Regions from separate parts of the Zea mays genome. Here regions 1 and 2 are each linked to region 3. The links are chromatin contacts, called in public Hi-C maps. All regions are on one chromosome and are shown on one strand. Each heading gives the region's core, a stretch centred on a gene start, on an enhancer-like site or on the middle of the called end of the contact. The rest is flanking DNA. Distances are from core to core; before and after follow the strand shown. Region 1 holds the start of LOC103643400 (putative acyl-CoA N-acyltransferases (NAT) family protein). Region 2 holds the start of LOC100280253. Region 3 holds the start of LOC100282235.

Region 1 (4,023 bases), core at 459-2,958, 220 kb after region 3:
CTTGTAACCACTGTCGATGTGCTTTTTCACGAACTTTGCGTTATCTACTAGACCTACGTGAATTGAGCTGAAGATTCACCCATGGATAATCCACTCCCGTATTCTATTCTACCCTGTAAGGGCTTGTTCGGTTATTTCTAAAACACATGGATTGGATGAGATTGGAAAAAATTGAGAAGAAGTTTGACTTATTTGAGATTCAAATCCATCCAATCTCGCTCAATCCACATGGATTGAGAGCTAACCGAACAAAGCCTAAATGAGGTGGATAAGACCCCTTTCAAAAAAAAAAGGTGGATAAGAGTTTGAACATGACCACTGGGTAATGAGTACCACCAACGACTTCTTCCTTGACGCAAAGCCTCCCTCTCCGTCCGTCCCGAGCAATCTTCCTGTGAGCTGACCCGCCGTCGCCGCCGCCGGCCTTGCATAGGCACTGCCCGCTGGGTGTTCTCCGAGACTCCAGCGCATCGGCCTTCCGATGGGCCAGGCACACTTGCGGGATTGGTTTGCTCCCTCCTGCTGTGAATCAGCATTGCCTAAGGGGTACTTGAATCGATGCTGAATCAGATTGGGCTTTCGATTTTCTCTGTGTCAGTGGCGTTAGCCAGCTACTATCAGTAAACATCTCTTAGTTACCATAAGGTCAAAATTGTCCACCAAATTCTTGCCGAGCTACCTTGACAATGGAGGAGGAACTGATGTGGCAGCATCTATGAACTGAATTACTACCATACAGCCAAAGTGATATCCTAACTACAGTTGCAGTTACTGAAACCTTATGCTCATATAATACGGAAACATTATTTTCAGAATCCAGCGGGAATTACCTTGGTGGTATGAAAACTTTCTAGCAGATCGTTCTTACAGCTTCGAATCATCCACCCTGCTCGGCTGTTGGCTGTATCCTACTCACGAGGTATTGTATCACCAGACCAGACCAGCTACAAGCCGGCAGCAGCTGCCGGAACACATGGGCTGGTTTTCTCGTCCTCGACGGTTCTACTACAGATCCAAGAACATCCGGTAGGCGTCCCTGTGAGGCGCGTAGTAGCCCTCGACGGTGGTGTCGACCTGGAACCCGGCCTTGCGGTACAGCGCCACGGCAGCCGTCCTCGTGGGGTCGACGTGGAGGGAGAGCCGCTGGACCTTCCGCCGCCGGCACCGCTCCACTGCGCCCGCCAGCAGCGCCTCGCCGTGGCCCTGCCGCCTGCAGTTCTCCTTCACTGAAACCAAAAGTTTGCAGTTTCGGGGGCACGGATCCGGTCATTCCGCCGCATAACCTTAACATAACCCAGGGAGAGAGAGGGGGATCGCGACGTGTGTCTCACCGGCGAGCTTGGTGATGGTGGCGCAGAGGGATGTGTTGCAGGTGTACATGGCATACCCGATGACCTCCCCCTCGTCGGCGCTGGACGTCTTGTAGATCAGCCCGGAGTTCCGCCGCTTTAGCTCGTCGTGCAGGGACCGCGCCAGCGATTCGTGCTTCGGAAAGATCCTCCGCTCTAGACGCACGATGTCCTCGACAACGCTGACGGCTCGATCGTGCGACGGGTCCAGCTCGAGTATCGGCGGTGGCGCCGCCTCCGCCGCCGCCATAACAGACGAGGGTCTGGATTCGGGCGTCAAGCCATCTTCGGTGCTTGTCTTGGGTGCATGTGCGTCTCGCTACGGTTAAACTTTTTTTCAGATTTTAATATTTTAATAATGCCAATAATGTATATCTTTAAATATATTATAAAAAGATTTAAAGATTTATCTAATTATATGTTATAACAATTAATATCTATACGATAAATAAAACATTTTTAAGCATAATCATACACATATTCAAACTATTGTACATTACTCATATGGTCACTAAAAACACCATTTTACACCGATGTTTTTAAAGTATAGTTTGAATAAAAATATAAGTATGAATAATTTGTTGAAGATAGTCTCTGACGGTCATTATAAGCACATAAGTCTATTCTCCTCTCCCTCACATAGGACATGAAAACAACTAAGCCTCTATTAGTGTACTATTACCCACATGGGTCGTGGGAAACCATCCAAGAACAACACGATAGTAAACCGTCCAACATAATAGAAAGCCACGTGTAACGTAACACTTACACATAGTACCACATCGGCTGAAAGAGGACAAACCACCAAGCTAGCTATAAAAAAGGGGTTGGACTATTTTCGGACTCGTATCTCTCTATCTTTTGGCTAAGACAAAGTGTGATATTTATTCTTCTCTATTTAATATTTGATATTACATTTGTTTTTGATGGGTATGAAATATGATTGTGCGTCGTCGCAATGCGTAGTCATTGTACTAATTTTTATATATTTGGCTCAAATTAGAATAATTGACTCTTTCAAAATTAAGAACGATAATTATTTTAAGATGAAGTGAATATAATAAATAACTTCCTATGTTTCACATCGTGTCATATATCTACTCCTTTAATGCAGCACTTTAGTGCGTCCTCCACTCCTCCCCCATGTTGAAGCCTTCTGTGTGTCTTTAAAACCGCTTTGCATCGTTCGCGTCATCCATCCGGCTTAGGAGCTCCACCGAACTCGGCAACCAACGCCCACTCGCCATGCTCTGCCACCACGAGCGTGCCATCCATGTCAAAGTCGTAGCCACCAAGCCCTTCTCCTCCTTCCCCTCCTTCGCGCGTCGTTTGCTCTGCAGGGGCGAACGTACGTGCTTGAAAGTTCCCCATAAAAATCTCTTCGATGTCGGTCCAGTTTTGAATGCAGCCGGGCCTCAAGTTTTCCAACCATGCCCACGCTGAGTCTGCTAGGTACAGGGGGAGATTGCGGATTATGAAGTCATCATGATTCGTTCCTCTTGCATGGCATGCTAGCCAATAATCCCCAGCCATAAACTGGGGTTCGATTCTCTCGAATATTTCACGATATTGATGGGTGCCCTGTATCTTGTGGCACTGGTGCTTGAAGGATACGATGGCTTAATACCCAAGGCCCCGGCGGTGGTGGGCTTAGGCTCTAGCTCCCATCGGGGTCCAAACAGCCTCTATGGCATTGTTTGTACCGACTGGAGTTGAAAGTCGCATAGAGGGGGGTGAATAGGCGTAATCTGAAATTTACAACTTTAAATACACACTACAAGTCGGGGTTAACGTTAGAACTTAAATCAAGTCCGAGAGAGAGAGGGAAAACAAATCAAATGGAAATCAAGCGAATGAACATGGTGATTTGTTTTACCGAGGTTCGGTTCTAAAAAACCTACTCCCTATTGAGGTGGTCACAAAGACTGGGTCTCTTTCAACCCTTTCCCTCTCTCAAACGGTCACTTAGACCGAGTGAGCTTTCTCCTTAATCACATGGGTCACTTAGACCCTGCAAGGACCACCACATACTTAGGTGTCTCTTGCTTTGATTACAAGTCACTTGGGAACAAGAATGAGGAAGGAAGAAAGCGATCCAAGCAACAAGAGCGCAAATGAACACGAACACACTCTCTCTCAAGTCACTAGGTGGTTGGAATGAATTTGAGACTTAGAGAGGCTTTGATCTTTTGATTTGTGTCTATGACTGAATGCACTAGCTCTTGTATTGAATGAAAACTTCAAAAGACTTGGATGCTTGGGGTTGTGGTGGTTGGGGGTATTTATTGCCCTCAACCACCAAGAAGCTGTTGGGGAAGGCTGCTGGCGATGGATGCACCAGACACTCCGGTGCGCCGCCACGTCACCCAACCGTTAGGGTCTGGAGCCTGGTCAACCGTTGGAGGTCTTGTCCTCTTGCGGCACCGGACAGTCCGGTGCCACACCGGACAAGTCATGTTCACTGTCCAGTGCACCTCTGACTCTGCGGCTCTGACTCTGCGCGCACTGTTCCTCTGTCAGCCCCTTTTGCAATCGACCGTTACGCGAGTTAGCCATTGCTCCGGTGGCACACCGGACAGTCCGGTGAATTATAGCGGAGTGCGCCTACGAAAAACCCGAGAGTGGTTGGTTGGACTCAGTACGGTCCTAGTGCACCGGACACTGTCCGGTGGCA
Region 2 (3,960 bases), core at 654-3,153, 130 kb after region 3:
AGTATGCAACTTCCTTTCCCAAAGCTTGATACAAGCATGATAATATAACCAGAAAGCATTTGCAACATCTGAGCAAAAACGACAAGACTTAAAGTCCGTTTTTAATTATTCTAGTTAGGTAGACATTGTTTCCACTTAGCTGGCGGTGCCCACATATTTATGTCACATTAGAATTAGTTAGATCCAATAATGTGGTTGATATAAAAGAATCACACCGGTATAAACATAGGCGGATTGGGGGAGGGTATAGATGGCCAATAAGCACAAGGCCCGCGAGCCCGCCACGAAGCCCGTTGTTTAAGTTTGGTCCGAGCCCGGCACGACCCGATTTTATGCGAGCCCGGGCCGGCCCGTCACGAATAAGCGGGGCAGACTCGGACAGGAAACTAGGCACGGTGGGCTAGCCCGGCACGGTCCGTTTACCTCTAAGCCCGTTAAGCCCGTTTTTACACTAAAACATGCTTACCGGCCCGCATAGTCCGCTTTTCGGCTCGCTTTTTTCGTGCTGCCCGTTTAGGCACGCTGCGGGCCGGGCTCGGACAGGAAATTGAGCTCGCGTGCTTAGACGGCCCAGCCCGGTTTTCTAACCGTGTCTGGCGGGCCGGGCCCAAAACGGACCGGGCGGCCCGTTTGGCCATCTCTAGGGAGGGCAAAGTGGGCCATGGTACCCTCAATTTTGTAAAACGTCATTTAAAGTTAAGTATAGAATAAAGTAAAGCTTTAGGTGCACTAAACCAATCTTGTGCTGGATCTAGAGGTGGTAATATATTACGATCCAAATGTTTATTTACGATTTGTTTGAGATCTTAATTAATTTTAGTTCAAAAACAGATAGATATAGAGCTAGATACTAATCTGGTCCGATCTTTATATTTTATAGTGTAAAATTTAGAGCTCATTAACACGACTACTTGATTTTCTCGTCAGATTGGTCCAATCCTTCCGAATTATGTCATCCTCCATTCCTTCTTGGTCCAGTCCTCACATCTATTTGTTCAACCTTATGCTATTTGATGCCACCCGATTCAGTTCGCTCTGATGCCGCTCGCCACCACCAAGCCCAACCTCTTCCCGACGCCCTCACCTTGCTCGTCATCGCTGCGATGCTGGCCTGTCTAGCAAGCCCGATCTCACTCATCGCAACAATGCGACCCATCATGACGATTGATGAGTTTGGTGAACCAGGGAGTCCTGTCTCTCTACGGGAGAGGTCGTTTGACACTGTCCCCTTCCCGGTGCCCCGAGCCCTTCAAGGAGATATACATTCAACGAAATACATATGGCTTGGATTCAGTCAGTAGGAACTTAACGACACGTTTGCTTCTTTTGTTTATATAGTTTCTTCTCTTAATTTGTATCTATGGATATGAAACCTAAATTCTTCGTAACACTTGTGTTTTACAGTTTTGCTTGATTTTGTCAAGTGATTTTGTTGACCCCTCCGCCACGGGGTATAAACCAGTAATTACAGTATGCAATAAGAGAAGAATTTAAGTATCGCCTAATTTATTTTGCAGCACTTAACTGTGCTGTCTTTTACTCCTATTTCCAGTAGAGCGGAGGAGGAAACGTTCTCCAGTTTGCTCCACTGACAGAAGCTTCAGAAACTGCCGGTCCCGTTCCACAAGTCAGCAATCAGCCGAAGCCAGCTCGGCTCGACTCAGCTATCAGCGGAGCTTAGCCGACATCAAAACCGTACGCCGTCGTAAAACCGCGGCTGGTGTTTTCACAAGCTCACCTCAAAACAACCCAGCTCTCTGCTCTCACCTTTCCGAGGCCCACTAATTATCGACCCCACATGTCATTGACATACCTCAACCCCCTGTCCTTGTGCCTTCCGCAAAGCCTATATAAACGCCCTCTCTCCCGACAAGCCGCGGTTGAAGCAAAAATCCCCTCTCCCCCTTCTCGTCCTCCTCCCGACTCCCACCCAAAAAAAAAAAAAACTTCGAAGGAGGTTTCGATCGCGAAACCGCCCAGGGCCCGCCCCGCAAGTGCATGGCAGTGAGCTTCCTGGCCAATGAGGTGTCGGACCTGTGCATCGGCAAGCCGGCCGTGAGGTCGCTCCCGCTCTCCGCCGCCGCCGGCGACCTTGCCGCCGCGCTCCGGAGGGTGGCCCGCTCTGGCGCACCATCCTGCGTCGCGGTGACTGGACCAGCGCGCGCCGTCGTCGGCCGGGTCGGCCTCGCGGACGTGCTCTGCTTCCTGTGCACCGACCCCGAAGCGCTCGCGCGCCCCGCCGTCGTGTTCTCCAAGCCGGTCTCCGCGCTCCTGCCGAAGGACGGCGCTGGAGAGGTCCGCCGCGTCGATCCCCGCTCGAGGTAAAGCTCAGCCCCTCTCCCTCTTCCTCTCTCCTGGGTCTGTGCAAACGACGCGTGACTGGAAGTCTGGAACTGGAAGTTTCCTAAGGTTCGTCGCGAGGAAACACGATTTTGGTCAAATCCTTATAAAAGCTGCGAAAAATATGTTTATCGAAAAAAAACGATGTGCGGGCTAGGTCCAACGTCCAAGTCCAAGACAGACGAGCGTTCATCCTCATCACAGTTACTTGGAGAGTTTGATGTCTGCTTTCCTGGTTGGAATATGTACAGTACTCATGTGGCGGTGAGCCGGTGAAGAAAAAAACCGCGCATTCAGGTCCAGCTCATCCGACTCACTGGAGACAGTCTTCCCGGAGATTGTCGCATGCAGCCATGCACTGCTGTCTCCTTGCGAGATGCTTGATAGGATTAGCTGGATTAGTTGCTCCCACCCAACTAATAAATTTGGGATTTTTTTTTTGGGGGGGGGGGGGGGGGGGGGGGGGGGGTCTGCTCGTGGCTGGAAAACGGCGCCACTTGATGTAATCTTGGAATGAAAAGAGGATCTTGGCTTGTGGTTGGAAAAATTGTGCGTCTTATTCGAATCTTTCTTGAAAATAGTGGGTATTCTTTTGGGATCCTATCTCCATCTCTCGCGTCTTGCCTATTTTTAATCACAAGGCAGGCATAGATTCGGTTCGTCTTGAGCTGACCAGTGTGCGGGTTTCTCTTCTTTCTGCAGTATCTTGGAGGCGCTTGATGCGGTTCTGAGCGGGGCGCAGGTGCTCGCCGTCCCGCTACGCGCTGGCTGGCGCAAGAAGCAGCTCGGCGGCGGCGGAGGCTCCGCCGCCGCCGGCGACTTCTGCTGGCTCACGCAGGAGGACCTCGTGCGCTACTTCCTCAACTCCATCGGCCTCTTCTACCATGTGGCCGCGCGCTCCGTGTCCTCGCTCGGGCTCGTGCGCACCGACTTCCTGTCGGTGCGCCCCGGCGAGGCGGCCCTGTCGGCCGTGCCCCTCATCCGCCGCGCCGTCGCCACGGAGACGGCGGTCGCCGTGGTCACCGAAGACGGCCACCTGCTCGGCGAGATCTCCCCCGCCCTCCTCGCGGCCTGCGACGAGACGGCGGCCGCGGCCATCGCCACGCTCTCGGCGGCGGACCTCATGGCCTACGTCGACTACTTCGGGTCCCCGCCCGAGCACATCTCGCGCGCCATCAAGGCCGGGCTGAAGGACAAGGGCCTCGACGCCATGCTGGCGCTGGTTGAGGACGAGACGCTATCGTCGTTCTCCTCCGCGTCCTCGTCGTCCGACGAAGAGGCAGGCCGGACGCAGCTGAGGCGCCCGTCGTCGGGGAGCTACGGGCGGCGGTCAGCCGAGGAGCCGGTGGTGTGCAGCCCCGCGAGCTCGCTGGTGGCCGTCATGGTGCAGGCCCTCGCGCACAGGGTGAGCTACGTGTGGGTCCTCGACGAGGACAGCGACTGCCGCCTTGCTGGCATCGTCACGTTCGCGGACGTACTGAGGGTGTTCCGGGAGCAGCTGCTGTGAGATCTGGAAGAGTGTTTGCTGTTTCCTCCTCGATCGCATCTTGTGCTGTAATGAGAGAAGAACATGAGCTCTTGTCACGGACCGAGCGCCTTCGTTTCTCAAAAAACATTTTG
Region 3 (3,966 bases), core at 988-3,487:
TCAACCTTGGATTACCACATTCTCACTCAACCTTGAGCTGCACATTGATCATGCTCTGCTAAAGACTGCACGGATTACAATTCTTCAAGCTGGGAAAGTTTTGGCCCAAAATTACTGCTGAATGTGGCCGGTTGCTCTTGCTGGTTATCTCGTGATTTTCTGTCAAGTACAAAATTATCTGGTGTGTAACTACGAAATGACGGGTGTTGACAGCATTGTAGTGGTAATCCAAAATGGCATGTGATGCTTTGCTTGCAACGTTGCTTTTTTGGGGGTCGCAAGTGTTACGGAAATGCTCATAGCGGCCGCTGCGATTATGCAGCTTGGAATGGGTGGCAGATAACATAGCAGGAGGAACTTGTAGCATTTATGGCCACAAATTCTGTGGCAGACAACTTGCTAAGAGCACACGACAGTTCACCACCAAACAACACATGAAATACGAAACCACGAACCAATCCAACAGAAAGACGAGACACCCATTTTGTAGAGATGACGGTTCCTTCAGCTGAAACTCGTCAGCGGGGATCCACACAGCTGCACGTCTGAGATGTCGGAGAGCCTCTGCCTTGAGCTGGACGACATACCAAACTCGTCCAGGTCCGAGATGCTCTTTCTCTTGTGCGCCGCCTCTTGCTTCGGCCTCTCCTCGGACGCCTCCATGATGGGGCTCAGGGCTGGAGCCTGCTGCTGAGGGTCCTCCTCTGATGTGTAGAGTATGTTCTGGATAGCATGGACCTGAGACAAGAAGACGACCACCATCATAATCATCGTCACGACTCACGATACAGTTCTGAAGAATGGATACAACAGGGAAAAAAATTTCAGATGATAGCCGCAAGGCAGTAACTCACCGGCACGTGCTCAACCTCAGGGTTTTGGCACAAGATCTCAATGTCCCGCAGCTTGGAGAAGTAGAAATCTCTCTCCTTCTCCAGGCTATCCACAAGGAGCTTCAGCTCAGTTATCTGCAAACCATGTCACATTCACACGTCATCATAATTTTGGAAACTGAAAAGAAAAGAAATTAGGAGAAACATCTACACAGACTGACTAATAAGGCTCACTTGTTCGTCATAAGCTGGTCCGCCAGAGCTGGCTGCAGGTGATGGCTTAGCGCTGCGCTGTGGTGCACCCGCCGTCTGCCCGCTTGCCCGCTTGGCACCATGTGATGCTTGAGCCTTGTGACCTGTGGATGCAGACTTGGCCGGTGTGTGAGAGGGCACCGATGCCCTTCTGTTCGTCTCCTTTCCCCCTTTGCTGCTTTCCCTTCTCTCAGAAGCATTGTAGCTGTGTACGTAAAAAAAAAACAGGACAATGAAATGTAAACATTCAGAAATGTTCTTTTAATACGGTTTGCTTATAGTTGTGTGGCGACAAACGAAATATATTACTACTGAGGAATGCTCAAAGCCTTATCTGAGCTACAGTCTAAAATTTTAGTAAACAGGTCAGTGATTACCTGCTCATGAAGCCACCATTGACAGAATCACAATATCGTTTCATCCACTGCATGAACTCCAGATTGTCAAGGGGCCTTCCTTTGATAAGCTTGTTCACCTCTATATGCTGCGCCAAATTAACAGAGAAAACAACAAAAATAAGATCATATTAGCAACAAAACACGATGGGGCAGTTCAATCGATTTCAGAAAATAAAATAAAAAAAATCCCATGCGGGCGGCACAAGAGAAGGGCGAGAAACCAAAGCCGTGATTCACCTTAGTGATCTTGAGCTTGTTGAACACATCCTGCAGGACCTTGTAGTTCTGGATCATGTCGTACTCCGTCTTGGCGTCGAAGTTGACCTTGTGCATCGGCACGGCGCCGGGATGCGCCGCGTCCATCAGTTGGCACGCAACCGCGCCTGACGCCGCCTGAGACCACGAAGTCGACCACTGGTTTCAGGGACTCGCACAGAACCCAACCGCTTAGCCCGCCCGCACGAACAGGGAACCCTCCGAATAGATCCCGGAAACCTTGGCTCCACCACTAACGCGAACGGCACAGATCGGGAAGAGGGACCCGGGCGGGCGCTGCTTACCTCCTCCACCTTGGAGAGGCCGAGCTGCAGCGTAGTGTTGATCCACGCGAGGATCTCGTTGCGCCCGACGAAGTAGGCTCCGTCCATCATCCCGATGTTGCTCGCTGCCATCGCCGGCCGCCGCTCGAGAAGATCCGCTGGGGCTGGGAGTGGAGGCGTGGAGCGGGGTCGGTTTTGGCCTTTGGGGAAAGGAGAACGATGAGGATTTGAGATTTGAAACTGGGAGGCGCCTGCGGCCAGTGACGTGATTAAAATGAGGGAGACTAGGCTTTGCGTCGGACGATTCTGCCCTCGGTGCGGCAAGGCGTGGTCGATCTGAACGGTGGGATGTGGGCGCGTGGGGCTGGTGGACGGCAGGATCCGGTCGACCGTTGGGAGGGCGCGTCGAGGAAATCCCCGGCTGTGGTGTAGGTGTAGCTGGTGCCGGTGTAAAACCGTGAGCATTTATCCTTTTTCCGTTGTTCATGCTGGATTTTAGCGACTTCGATGTGGGCCGCATCAAATTAGTGGTGATACTGGTTTGGTTGCCTTCCGCGTCATATGCTTCCAACTCCATTTTTGCAGCAACGAAAATCGGGAGGCCCGTTCTGGACAACATCCCTCTAGACTAGAGATGTCAACAGGAATTCTCATCGGGTTTTAACTCTATATTTCCGTCCTCGCGACAAAAAAATTTCTCCGCAAGGATTCCCACGAACGCTTGCGGGTGACATTTCTTTCCCATCATCTCCGTTACCCGCGGGGATAAATCCTTGCCGAAATCTCCGTCCCCGCTTAAATTATAATCAGATTGTACTTCATTTATTATTAATGTAAAACATTATCACTTATATATATTGTTAAATGTAAAAATTATTATGTGTACATTAAAATGAATACACTTGTACAATGGATGATCTCTTGGCAAGGTAATTATTTATTTTTATCATTAACTATTATATGAAAACATCGTCACATGTAAGTTTAACGGGTCCCCGTTTACATCCTCGTGGTGAAAAAACTTTCCCATTCACATCCCCTAATAGAGGAATTCTCCGCAAGGTAATCGAGGATCGGGTCCCCATTGCCATCTCTACTCTAGATGCATTCTTTTCTTTCACATAAGGCCTTGTTTGCTTTCTCGTGATTTAGGTTGAAAAAAATAGAGATGGCAATAGATCAGATTTGGATCGGATATTACAAATATCCACCCGCAACTATATCCACTGTTGCCATCAATATCCGCCTGCGACCATACATGTGGGTAGAAATTTATATCCATGCTCGTGCCCATCAGATTTCGGATATCTGTCGAATATGATAAGCCCAATTTTTTCAACAATTCAATAGCATAATTAATCAAATTTCTTCCCAATTCACCATCATACATAATTAAAAACTAAACAAAAGTATTATTATGAGCCTGCGGGCTACAACTAGGGACACTGGAGCTTCGAAGGGGTAGCCGCCAGCTATGCTGCGGTCTGTGGGACTCGGAAGGTCCCACAACGCATGGCACAGGAAGCTATCAAGGCTAGAAGGGGCAGCCAATGGTGGGGAAATGGGGGCATTAGGCACGGGGTTCATAGACTTAGGGTTTCCTCTTTGCTGTGTAATATGGACTAGGCCAAAAAAACTACGGGTTGATTTCGGATATCCAACGGATAATCCACGGGTGGGAGGTAGTATCATACTCCGTGCCTGTCCGACTTTGGGTCAGATATGTGTTTAGCCCACTTGTCAAAAAATGTATCCATATCCGGCTCTGTCGGATCAGATATCCGACGGATATCTAAATCCGCGAGTCAAATTGCCATTTCTAGTAAAAAGGTGAAGATGGATAGGGTTATACATGTTCAAACGGTCATGCCTGTCGGGTGGCCTGTGGCATGACATGACCCGTTATTCGTGCTGTGCTTGGCCATTGGCGTGGCACGGTGTGCC

Evidence for each region. A called contact is a pair of places that touch in the nucleus more often than the background predicts.
Region 1: a contact with region 3 is called in a Hi-C map of ear, with 1.9 times the contacts expected there. The contact joins the promoter of LOC103643400 here to the promoter of LOC100282235 in region 3. A contact is called at or near these places in 2 of 25 Hi-C or Micro-C datasets (bundle sheath and ear).
Region 2: a Hi-C map of ear shows a contact between it and region 3, with 3 times the contacts expected there. The contact joins the promoter of LOC100280253 here to the promoter of LOC100282235 in region 3. A contact is called at or near these places in 5 of 25 Hi-C or Micro-C datasets (bundle sheath, ear, endosperm and 2 more) and 1 of 3 datasets of contacts at active chromatin or transcription factors (leaf).

The regions. Positions count from the first base shown.
Region 1 is chr1:232,346,606-232,350,628 of Zm-B73-REFERENCE-NAM-5.0, reverse strand. LOC103643400 (putative acyl-CoA N-acyltransferases (NAT) family protein) reads right to left here and starts at 1,708. Exons shown (of 3, transcript XR_560992.4): 1 at 1,332-1,708; 2 at 831-1,226; 3 at 152-589.
Region 2 is chr1:232,438,369-232,442,328 of Zm-B73-REFERENCE-NAM-5.0, reverse strand. It overlaps LOC100280253, which reads left to right and starts at 1,903. Exons shown (of 2, transcript NM_001153181.1): 1 at 1,903-2,321; 2 at 3,043-3,960. The coding sequence starts at 1,999. The coding sequence ends at 3,847.
Region 3 is chr1:232,571,403-232,575,368 of Zm-B73-REFERENCE-NAM-5.0, reverse strand. LOC100282235 reads right to left here and starts at 2,237. Exons shown (of 6, transcript NM_001291609.1): 1 at 2,044-2,237; 2 at 1,721-1,876; 3 at 1,463-1,569; 4 at 1,068-1,290; 5 at 855-968; 6 at 348-738. The coding sequence starts at 2,154. The coding sequence ends at 505. LOC103643403 (trafficking protein particle complex subunit 13) reads left to right here. Exons shown (of 11, transcript XM_020546744.2): 11 at 1-258.